Linked DNA regions of Mus musculus: regions 1, 2 and 4 are each linked to region 3. A link is a contact called in public Hi-C and promoter capture Hi-C data. All regions are on one chromosome and are shown on one strand. The core of a region is the stretch at or near the end of the contact, and the rest is flanking DNA. Distances in the headings are between cores, read along the strand shown.

Region 1 (2,700 bases), core at 146-2,645, 190 kb after region 3:
TGTTATTTCCCCGTTTCTTGGGTCTCTTTCTACCCCACTCCTATCTTTGAGTCAATGTCTCCTATAGCTCAGGCTGACCTTGAATTTAATACGTAGCCATGGTTGACCTTAAATTACTGATCTTCCTTTTCCCCTCCTAAAGATACAGGTCTGCACCCCATACCCAGCTTTTACCCCATTTCCCCCTCCCCCCAACCCCCACCCCTGCTCCCCTTCAGTTTTTGAGATAGACTTTCTCTATATAGCCCTGGCTGTCCTGGGACTCACTCTGTAGTAGTCCAGGTTAGCCTTGAACACAGAGATCTGCCTGCCTCTGTCTCCCAAGCACTGAGATTAAAAGCATGCACCACTTTACCTGGCTTTACCCCATTTATTTACCCCCGATACACACAGTTTGTTACTAAGATTGCTGGAAGTGTTAGACAGAAATTGCTTTTGGACACAACCAGTTTAGGACTGGCAATCGCTGCTATTGAGACGTCAGATTACACGTGTCACATCCTCATCCTCCCTCATGTCACGGATACCATCCTACAAGCTTTTGGTTGAGACAGAATCACTATGTCGCCCAGGCTGGTTTTGAACTCTAAGCCCAAGCAAGTCCTCCAAAGTTCAGCTTCCGGTGGGGAGATGAAGCTGGTTGAGTCAACTCTGAGCTGAGGAAGTGAGATACTTTCTTTGTATTCCTAACCTCAGAGACAGATGACTATGTGGCCAGTTGGTCAAGAACTCTTGATAGGCGCTTGAATGCACGGTGATATCAGGAGAGCGCTTTCTCGGCCTGTGCACTCATGCTCTCTGTAGACCACTGCCATCCTTGGAGTCAGAGAATGAAGAAGGTTAAGTAGAGCTGTTCTTCACCTGTCCTGGAGGCTGGTGAACCTACACTGCCAGCCCCCAGTCCCGCTACTGTCCTGGGAAGTGGGATAGCAGCCCCCTCCCCCAGCTCCCCCCTCCCCCAGCTGCCTCCCCTGGAACTCTTCTGGAACTCCTTTCTGGCCCGGGGACAGTGGAGGGTGGTTCCCTCAGCTTTCACCCAACTCCTAGCCCAGCTGTCCAGGCTGCTGGTGGCTGGGGCCCAGCTGGCCCCCTGGGATCGGGCAGTGGGGGGTGTTGGGAGGATGCCTGGGTGGGCAGCCAGGGAGCGCTGGCTTCCTGGGGCCTCCCCGGGTGCTGAGCAGCGTGGCCACTTCCGAAGGCCCCTTTGTTCGCCCCTTTATCCAGAAGAGCGGCTGCAATTGTGCAGGGTACAAAGCCCCCTCGGGCTCTGACTTCCCACCCTTGCCTGTGGCCTGGCTGGGAGCGGGTTTCCCAGGCTCCTGGACCGCAGCCTTCTGCCCCCTTCTAGGCAGCTGGGGACCCACACCCTCTTTTTCTGTGCCCAGCATCTATTCATCTAACCCTCCCTTACCTCCCCCCACACCCCCAGTCTGGCCATTCACACAGACCGCAGGCCCACTGTTCCTCTGGCACCCATCCCTGAACACACAGAGAGCCGTTCCCAGGCTTAACATTGGGAAGGCCCTCGGAACACGCAGCGCGGAGTCTGCTGTGCAGGTGGATTGGGAAGAAGGGCTGGGTGGGGACCAGAGTAGATACACTGATGGCAAAGCGAGATGGCCAGCGGACATGCCAGAAGGATTCTCGTACTTGGATTGACTGACAAGAGAAAACTGGAAGGGAAGAAGGGAAAAACAACTTCCTTTTCCGCCTCCTTTCTCTCCATCCCATTACTTCCTCCCTGTCTCAAAAGAGACAGGGTCTCTTGTAGCCCACATTGGCCTCAAACTGTATGTAGCAAAGGATGGCCTTGAACTTCTGATCTTTTTCCCTTGTCTCCTGAATGCTGGGATTACCAGCGCCCGCCACATCTGCTTTCACTGGCTTGTGGGAACCCGGGAACCCAGGGGACCCAGGGCTTTGCGCATGCTCGGCAAACACTACCCACTGAGCTACCTCTTCGGACGCTTTCTTTTCCACTAGGCTTTCTTTTGCACTAGTGTGCAAGCCAAGGTCCACACTGTTGCCCTCAGTCCTCCCAGGGTTACTCTCCTTGCAAACAGCCATGGCCAAAGGAAGCCAGGCCGATTCCTCAAGGCCAGCGGCTCTGATGAAGAATTCAAAGTAAGCCTTGATTATTACCGAGCCCATAGGGAGGGAAACGGGAATCCCAAGGCTACAGACACCTGGCCTCTGTCTGCCCAGACTCTCTTGGTGCGGAGAGCACCAAGAACCAGCCTCTGCTTGTCCCCGTGGGAGGGGCTACTCTTGAATGTGCTCTTGCGGGGGTGGGGGGCGTTGGGGACTACACAGGGACACAACAAGAGGACACAGGACACCATTCTGGTCCTTTCATCTGTTTGAGAAAGAGCCAGCAAAGCGGTTTGGCTTGCACTAACCTCTTGCCTCTCTACCCTAAGAAGGTAGACTCCGCACCGGGAGTCCTCTCAGAGATAAGACTCCTGTCTGTCAGCCTGGGTTTCTCTCTTCCCAGCTTTCCTCCATGTCAGGGAGGTGGTGGGTCCAGGCCTAGGTCCTTTCCTGCATACAAAAGGCCATTCTCAGCCATCAGAGGAAGCCTCTAGTATCAGTTTCCCTCCATGAACTCATGCCTGTCCCTGTAGCAATGGAAGTGGGCCAGCTGGCACTTCCTCTCTCCTCCCCCTTCTCCTGTCCTTCTTTTTCTACCACACTCTCTTC
Region 2 (2,700 bases), core at 16-2,515, 230 kb after region 3:
GGCACCGGCCTGAGACCGCCCACCCTGAAGCAGCAGAGCCACGATAGAAGAGAGGTTTGTCACTTAAGGGCCATATTCTTCTTCATCGTCTTTTAAAAATCTGTTAGAGTGTTTTACCTGAATGCTTGACATGTGTGCCTGGTGCCCAGGGAGGGCAAAAGAGGGCATCAGATTCCCTGGAACTGGAGTTATAGATGGTTGTGAGCAACCATTTAAGGGCTAAGAATCAAACCCCTGGTCTTCTGGAAAAGTAGCCAATGCTCTTAACTGTTGAGCCATCTCTCCAGCCCCTACAGCCATATTCTTAGCCATAGCTTCATAGCTTCACGGATGCAGAAAAATCCCAGGAAAAGGAAGGGTGGCCACTGGCTTTTTCCCAAACCCTGGGACCTTGTGGCCCAGCACCACCTCTGGTCCCACACACAGTCTCAGTATCAGAAGTGGAGAGCTATCATGCCATCATTGTGATCCCTGACATCTATCTATATGTGAGGTGTGTGCAAGCCAGATCACCTGCTACTTAGGTGGTAAAGGTGGAATTCTGGCTTTTGACGACACCAAGTAGGCCAGGGACACAGGAGGCATCTGATGGCTGGGAGAGAGATGAAGGTTAAATAAAAAGAAGAAGAAGAAGAAGAAGAAAAAAAAAACTCAAACTAACCAAACAACAATCACAAAATCGGCCCACTTGTTTCAGGTGACTGCCTCTACCAGACTTTCAAAGTGTGAGCACATCTGACCATTTCTCCAGTGACTGGCTCAGGCTGTACCCTGGTGCAGATTCTACCCTGGGACCAGCTGGGAACTGTGGGGCATCATTGGCCCCCTCCATCTCCAGCCTGTCAGAGCCAGGGGCGGACCTAATGCGGAGCCCAGTCAGGCGCCCGCCCAACTAGCTAGGGTCTATCAGGAGACTCCTTAAGTGAATCTGCGGGCCATAGGACTTACTCGGGTAGCGATAGTAAAACTCGTTCTCAACGTCGCTGGAGATGTTCTTGCGCTTCTTCTCCAACCACCAGTGAGCATCGGCTTGGATGTCGTAGCGCACGAACACGCCAAAGAGAACCACCATGGTCACTTGCAGGATCAGGCAGGTGATGGGCAGCCGCCCCCGAAGGTTGGTGTTCCAGGCCATGCTCCGCACTGCTGGCCGCTTGCTCTGAACGCTGGGCTCCGAGACCAGGGAGACGCTTAAAGGACCGGGACACTGGGCGGGGCGGACGCGGAACAGCTGACCATGGTGCCGCCCACGCGCCTCGGGCTCTACCCAACCGGCGAGAGTCCCGCGGGGCCTCCCGAGCCCAGTACCCCTAGAAGGAAAGCTCCAGGTGATGGGAGCAGGGCAGAAGGAAGATGTAGAACGCCCCAACTTCTGCGCGTCCCGTCGATGCCTGGCCTTTCCCGCCCTGTTCGGGTGAACTGGGAGAGAGGATGCTCATCACTCATCCAGATTAGAACAAAGAATTCCCAGACTGGAATCACTATCCCCATCACCCCCCTCCCCTCATCCTTTTTAGGACACACCTTCGGTAATCTAGGCTGGTTTCAAACACTTGGCAATCCTGCCTCAAGCCTCCGACTTGAGCTACCCACCACTTAAGATCCTTTCCTTTTTCAGTTCATGAACTTTAAAGGAGATGAATGAATAGAAAGTAAAGGAAAAAGGAGAGACTGCCCCAGACCCGAGAAGCGTGGGGGGGCGGGTACAGAAAAGCATGAGGAAGAAAATGAAAACCATCAGTTCTATGCCATCTACATGCATTTAGTCTTTCAAGCCTGTCCGAGAGGGCACAGGAATGACCGTTGGAATATTATTCACATACAGCTTGTGCTACTCAACATAAATAGACATCTCCCCAACTCTTTACATCTTTATTTTATTTTATTTATGTCTTCCTTCCTTCCTTCCTTCCTTCCTTCCTTCCTTCCTTCCTTCCTTCCTCCCTTCCTTCCACAAGACAGTGGTACCCCATGCTGGCATAGTGGAGTCTGCAGAGTTCCCCACACAATGATCAATGCTCAGCCACATGTATTACCTATTGGCAAGTAAGGCTGTAAATCTGGCGCCGATGGAAGTACATGGGAAGGAATTCATGGACACATGGAAAGACCTAAGAATCCCTAAGCTTGTGCCACTGATTCCAGACACACTGTCCAACAGTAGGAACTGGCTAGAACACAAGCATCAGTTATCTTGCTTTTTTTTGTTGTTGTTTTTATTTTTTCCCAGACAGGGTTTCTCTGTGTAGCCCTGGCTGTCCTGAAACTCATTCTGTAGACCAGGCTGGCCTCAAACTCAGAAATCTGCCTGCCTCTGCCTCCCAAGTGCTGGGATTAAAGGCGTGCACCACCACTGCCCGGCTCATCTTGCTTTTAAGAAGGATGCTGGACCTGGCAAGATGACTCAGCTGGTAAAGATGCCTGCCATCAAGTCTTGAGTTAGAGCCCTCAGACCCACATGGTGGGAAGAGAGAACCAACTCCCACAAGTTGTTCCCTGGAGGCATGTGTCCACTTGCGTGCAGACACCCGTGGAAGCCAAAGGCATTTGGTCCTGGACCAGAAGTTACAGGGAGCTGTGAGGCACCGCATGTGTGTGCTGGGAACTGAATTTGGGTCCTCTGTAAGAGCAGTGTATGGTTTTTAAGATTTATTTATTTTATATACATGAGTACACTGTAGCTGTCTTCAGACACCCCAG
Region 3 (2,700 bases), core at 29-2,528:
TCAATGGGAGGAGAGGCCCTTAGTCTTGCGAAGATTATATGCCCCAGTACAGGGGAATGCCAGGGCCAGGAAACAGAAATGGGTGGGTTGGGGAGCAGGGCGGGGGTGAGGGTATAGGGGACTTTTGGAGAGGAAACTAGGAAAGGCGATAACATTTGAAATGTAAACAAAGAAAATATCTAGTAATTTTTAAAAAGGAAAGAAAAAAAAAGATAGAGGCAAGAGAATCCTTAGTTAAGGTTATCCTTGGCTACATAGTTAATTCAAAACCAGCCTGTGCTACATGAGACTCTATCTCAAAAAAACGAAAAGCAAAAGCTGGGTATAGTGGTACACATCTTTAATCCCAGTGTCTAGGGGAATCTCTGATTTTGAAGCCAGTCTGTTCTTCATAGTGAGTTCCAGGATAGCTAGGGCTACGTAGAGAAACCCTGCCTCAAGCAAACAAAGCAAAGCAAGACTCGAGAGGTATTAGTGCATTATCCCTAGCCAAATGTGCAGATCAGCAGCCCAAGTCCCAGATCTTAGAAGTGCAAGATTAACGTCAGCACGGAGAAGCACTTATCTCTTATTTTAAAAATGTTCTTACCCATTAGCTGTAGGCATGTATGTAATAAAAACATGCTACCCCTATCTCCACATCGATGTTCTCCGGCATTTAGAATTAGCAAATAAAGTACAATTAATTACCAATACTAGGGCATAAAGAGTATTTGATCACCTGCCATTCTAATTGAGTTAGGTAATCCACATTCGTATGTGTTGCGTCTGCCCGTGGATCGGTCTGTCTCACCCTGCAGAAATGGCGTACGCCTTTACAGGCCGGTCCAAGCAATCTGAGACGTGGTGTTCGCCACCCATCCCTGATCATTTACCCCGCTCCCATGCACACACTCTTTCTTATACTCACTGGCCCAGCCAGGCCTTGTTACTGACTTACCTGACAGCTCTTTCTTGGGGCTACTGGATGCCTGAATTGTTCTGGAGCTCGGGAGGCTGCTTTCTTTGGGGGTGTGGTCAGGTCAGCAAGCTGGGATTAGTGTGTCACAAGGAACTTCTCAGGCCCACCGTTTCCCATTCAGTCAGGCTCACAGGAGGCCCAGAATGAAGCAAGTGAAGCACCCTGAGGGAGAGGGGAGAGGCCCGGCCTGCGGGGCTACCATCAAAGCCCTGCTTTGTGAGCTCCTGCTTGGAGCTCTCTGTTCAGCCATGTGGAAGCCACTTCACTGGGATCTGGGCCAGCCCCGTCTCATTTCCCTGCCATCTCGCTTCTCAAACTGGGAGGCAGGGGGGCCTGGGAGACTACTCCTTCTTCACAAAGGGCAGGACATATAGAGAAGTGAAGAGAAATTATAAATGTGATCATTGCTGCAACCCAGGCCTATGGTCCACTGTCCCATGTGGCAGAGGGAAATGGAGCGGGCGAGGCTGAGCAGCGGAGGACTTGCTAGGTACCCTGACCCTCCGATCTCTGCCGATCTCTGCCTCGCAAAGGCAAGGAAGCAGGGGATGGGTGTGGGGCCTCAGCAGATCTCCCTTGTCCGACTTTCTGTCCTTGCTACTGCACTTTTTTCAGTGTGGTTATGTCACCACGACATGACTCAGTCCCCTCTGAGAACTGGGATGACTAGAGAGCCAGCTGAAGCTGTGGGGAAAGTCCTGAGATGCAAAGTACCCACTTCAGGGGCTTAGCTGCCCAATCCCTGGGAAGTATTCTGGGGAGTTCTGAGTTGTACCCAGTGAATGGAGAGCCAGTGAGCACCCAGGCTAAGGGAATGCATCCAACAGTCAAAGGAGCACCCAGACTCTGCCTTGGTTTATCACCGGGGTATGAGGGATACACATCCTTTAGATCTCTGTGGGGGCCTCCAATGTCAGGGAGATCCCTACTTCCACCACAGATAGTTGTCTGTAATTAAATTCATCTTCAGTCTGGACCCAAGCAGCCCACCTTTGGTCCTGGTTCTCTCTCCTCCATGTGCTCAGGGTAGGGTTGAGCTCATGTGCACAGGTCGTTCTCTGAAATCCAGCCACAGTTCAGGGTTTATCTATAAGATAAGGAGGTGACACCAAAGGATAATACCTTGATCTTAGACCTCCAACTACCGAGATTCCGAGAGAATGATTTTCTATTGGTTAATTCACCTAGGCTGTGGCATGCTGTTATGCCCAAAGAACCTCCCTGGCTGTGATGCTCATGGGAGGTAAGAGTCCCAGCTGCTAAGAGGCTCTGTGATTCATCACCAAGCATCCCTGTGTACCAAGAGGACTACCATGACATGGTCTAGTTGGAGTGAAGAGGTCAGCTCAGGAACTTTAGAAAATTCCACCAGACCCCTCCCCTCCTGGAAGAGAAAGGTCTTAAAGAACGCACCCATCCCCTCCGGAAGGAAGGGGCTAATTACATTCCTCAGACCGGGAGGAGGGACCAACCACTGGCCACCTGCGGGCGGGTAGGGGAGGCTCAGAGATACTGTTGGCCACCTACCTCATTCCCTATAGACCAATCAGTTTAAAAGTCATACTGTTCTGCCAATCATATTGTGCCTAATGGCTGCTGCCTGGAGAAGCTGTAAAGGAAGGGCTGCCTGTGGTCGGTCTCTCTCTTCATGTGCAGGGCGACCCCAACATGTTGGAGCAATAAATTCCTCTTGCTTTTTGCATCGATTTTCGGCTCTGTGCTGTTCACTCAGGGAATCC
Region 4 (2,700 bases), core at 17-2,516, 210 kb after region 3:
TCCAGGGTGACCTCCAGCTTGATGCAAACCATCCTTGGGGAACCCCAGCCCAGAAACCCAAGAAGAACAGCAGGTGCCATATAGGAACTCCACACAGCTCACACCATCCTGGAAAAGGTGTGAACTGAAGGCTCGGTCAGGAGTCAGAGAGCCTGGAACACAAGTGGCCAGGGGCAGGCACCGGAATCAGAGACCCCATGTCTCATCCTAGGCTGTCTTTATGAACTTCATTCTTAGGAGACAGAGGTAGGCTAGATATGAAATTCCAGGCTAATCTGAGCTACCATAGTGAGACCTTCTCTCCCTACTCCAACACAGTATGGTGTTCCGGTCTCTGGGACTCAGTTTCCCCACCAGCAAGTCTGGAAGACTACAGCCTCTCTCTCAGGGTTGCTGGAAAGTTAGGTGACTGGGTGGGTGAGGGATGTCTTCAGCAAGGTACCCAGCTTAGCACGCAAAGCACACAGGGGAGGGAACTTGAAGCATATCCACAGGACGGGACATTGTCAGGGCAATGTAATCCCCAGCCCTGGTACCTGAAAGCTACCTGGGAACCTTTACAGTCCAGTTTTCTAGTACAATGCCTTAGCCCCCAGTGCTGTGATACTTCATTCCTGTTCACAGCACGTTAGGCCACCTCTGCCCAGCTGGGCTTCCAAGGCAGCCTCCATGTTGCCCACGGGCAAAAGGCTGTCAGTCGCTGTTCCAGGTGCCCAAGTCCTGTGATCGGGGATCATGGGGAGAGTGTCACACTACAGCTCCCTCAAAGCCTGGCCCACCATTGGTTTACCAGTTTGAGAGGCGGTTCATAGAGAGCCCAGGTGTGGCCCTCTGGAGGATCCTGCAGCCTCCATTCCAAAGGCACCTCGCCTCTCGAACCCCTGGCGGATCCTGCCCCTGTATTCTTCGCAGATACTCTTCCCCGCTTCCTGCACCGCTCCATCTGCAATGCTCCTCCCAGACCCCCAAATCCGTCCCTTGAGCCCCTCTCACATCTCACCCCTGCACCCCCACCACCTGCACCTTATTTTGTCCCCTCCCAGACTCCGCCTCTGTACCTCACCACCTGCGCCCCTCCCACACCCCGCCCCTGCACCCCGCCCTGGCCCTGCAGGGACCCGCTGGGCGGAACCGTGCGGCCGTGGGGGAGGGGCCGGGCTGATCAGCTGGAATCAAAGCCGCCGCCCCCTCCCCCGCCACCCTGTCCCCCTGCCGAGCCGCCGCGCACCTCCTTCTTTGTCACAATGTTTTTCAATCCGGTGAAGCAAACTGTCCAATTAGAGCCAGGGCCTCCGGCTTCCATCTTTGCCGACGTTTAATTAACATGCTCCTCTTGGCAGCTGCTGACAAGTTCCAGAAACAGGTTGTAAAGGGTTTTTGTCTTTACCCAGCATGGAAAATAAGGGGTGTTACATCGCGGAACATGAATAGGTGGCACTTCAGCTTCCTCCTTCTCTCCTCCCCCTTCCCCTTGCTCTGCAAAGGGGAGCGAAGCCTCGAGTGTGCGTGCATGCGCGTGTATGTGTGTGAGTGTGTGGATTGCCAGGGAGGCGGGGAGAGCGAGCCGGGAGGCAGGGGAGAGACCATCCCTTTCCTCTCTTTACCCCTTCCTTCCCACGAACCTTGGCTCCACAAAAGATCTTGGTTTCCTTGCTCTTTAGCCTGAACGCTTTTCCCTCCCTTCAGCTAGCTAAAGGCAAACTCCTTATCACGATTCCTGTCCACGAGTGTACCTGTGCTGTCCCCTTGTTCCGCTTCTGGTAATTCCTAGTAATCCGCCAGAACCCCACCAGGTCACCACCTTGTCACAGCCCTGTCATAGTTCACCTGTCCATTCCACACCTGGATATGTAAGGACCTGAAGCTTTCCCCATTTTAGAGCAGGAGTGGGGCGGGACTGGCAGAGGAAGGGGAGGGAGGGTTAGAGAAAGGCAACTGGGAGGGGGGTGCTCCCTCCTTACTTATGCCTGCTGGAATGGACTCAGAGAAAGCTAGTACACGGGTGGCTTTCTCACCAGTGTGGACCCTACAGAAAGAGGGGTACTTGGGGGAAAGAATGCAGTCTAGGGCTTAGCTCCTGACCCTCCCGGGCTGCGTGGACTTTTGTAGAGAGAGTGGCCCTTTGGGCAAGGGTCAGGGCCAGGCAGGAGGCCAGGTCCTCTGGGTCCGTATAGATCTCACAGGGGTCCCACCAGAACATCCACTCCCCAGTCTACAAAGAGCATCAACAACATTTATTTACTACACAAAATAGAGTGATCTTGGGTGCCTTGGAACATGGGAAATACATTGTTGGGGAGCAGGCGGAGGCTTGAAGAGTCCAAGAAGGGGTATCCCGGGTGGGGTGGGGGCAAGCTCGCCCTCCCATTCCACACCCCCTTCCCAACCCCCGGCCTCAGCTTCTCTTCATGCTACTTCTCACAGGCTATGAGCATCATGACCGCAGGCAGGGACAGACCTTCTGCAGCTGACCCTGGCTTGGAGCTCACTTTGTCCGAATCTCCTCCATTCTCAGCCCGGTGAGCCCCCTGGGATGAAGCGGGTGTAGAGGTGCTGGAGTCAGGCCAGTGGGCCTTTCCGCTGCCCTGTCCCTGAGTTCCCAGATATGTCAGCCCCAGCTCTCTCCAGAGCTTGGGGGCAATCTGTGGGGCCTGCAAGAGAGAGGGGGAGCAGCTGGTATGTCCCCACCACAGCTGTGCA

The links. Promoter capture Hi-C pulls out the DNA fragments that hold promoters and counts their contacts. A called contact is a pair of places that touch in the nucleus more often than the background predicts.
Region 1: a Hi-C map of forebrain shows a contact between it and region 3, with 4 times the contacts expected there. The contact joins the enhancer-like site here to the promoter of Rlbp1 in region 3. A contact is called at or near these places in 6 of 39 promoter capture datasets (cranial neural crest, hippocampal neurons, liver and 2 more), 9 of 484 Hi-C or Micro-C datasets (B cells, CD8 T cells, ECoMG myeloid progenitors and 5 more), 5 of 115 datasets of contacts at active chromatin or transcription factors (bone marrow-derived dendritic cells and embryonic stem cells) and 3 of 9 other capture datasets (adipose tissue, embryonic stem cells and liver).
Region 2: a promoter capture Hi-C map of neural stem cells shows a contact between it and region 3. The contact joins the promoter of Rhcg here to the promoter of Rlbp1 in region 3. A contact is called at or near these places in 5 of 39 promoter capture datasets (the C10 cell line, embryonic stem cells, hippocampal neurons and 2 more), 4 of 484 Hi-C or Micro-C datasets (the AtT-20 cell line, the G1E-ER4 cell line and cortical neurons), 2 of 115 datasets of contacts at active chromatin or transcription factors (both in embryonic stem cells) and 2 of 9 other capture datasets (adipose tissue and liver).
Region 4: a contact with region 3 is called in a Hi-C map of cerebral cortex, with 2.6 times the contacts expected there. The contact joins the enhancer-like site here to the promoter of Rlbp1 in region 3. A contact is called at or near these places in 5 of 39 promoter capture datasets (hippocampal neurons, liver, neural stem cells and 1 more), 1 of 15 datasets of contacts at CTCF or cohesin (embryonic stem cells), 39 of 484 Hi-C or Micro-C datasets (the AtT-20 cell line, CD8 T cells, the G1E-ER4 cell line and 20 more), 6 of 115 datasets of contacts at active chromatin or transcription factors (bone marrow-derived dendritic cells, embryonic stem cells and neural tube) and 4 of 9 other capture datasets (adipose tissue, embryonic stem cells, liver and 1 more).

The regions. Positions count from the first base shown.
Region 1 is chr7:79,571,191-79,573,890 of GRCm38.p6, forward strand. No RefSeq gene overlaps it. Among named protein-coding and RNA genes, the nearest start is that of Gm31740, 22 kb to the left of the region's middle. Within about 2 kb of position 1,396, at least 25 of the 459 cell types and tissues checked have an H3K27ac peak or open chromatin away from gene starts, as enhancers often do. A contact at or near this core is called in forebrain, where this site is marked.
Region 2 is chr7:79,616,392-79,619,091 of GRCm38.p6, forward strand. Rhcg (Rhesus blood group-associated C glycoprotein) reads right to left here and starts at 1,266. Exons shown (of 11, transcript NM_019799.3): 1 at 949-1,266. The coding sequence starts at 1,135.
Region 3 is chr7:79,385,749-79,388,448 of GRCm38.p6, forward strand. Rlbp1 (retinaldehyde binding protein 1) reads right to left here and starts at 1,279. Exons shown (of 9, transcript NM_001173483.1): 1 at 941-1,279.
Region 4 is chr7:79,591,150-79,593,849 of GRCm38.p6, forward strand. It overlaps Rhcg (Rhesus blood group-associated C glycoprotein), which reads right to left. Exons shown (of 11, transcript NM_019799.3): 11 at 2,214-2,651. Among named protein-coding and RNA genes, the nearest start is that of Rhcg, 25 kb to the right of the region's middle. Within about 2 kb of position 1,267, at least 63 of the 459 cell types and tissues checked have an H3K27ac peak or open chromatin away from gene starts, as enhancers often do. A contact at or near this core is called in cerebral cortex, cortical neurons and hippocampal neurons, where this site is marked.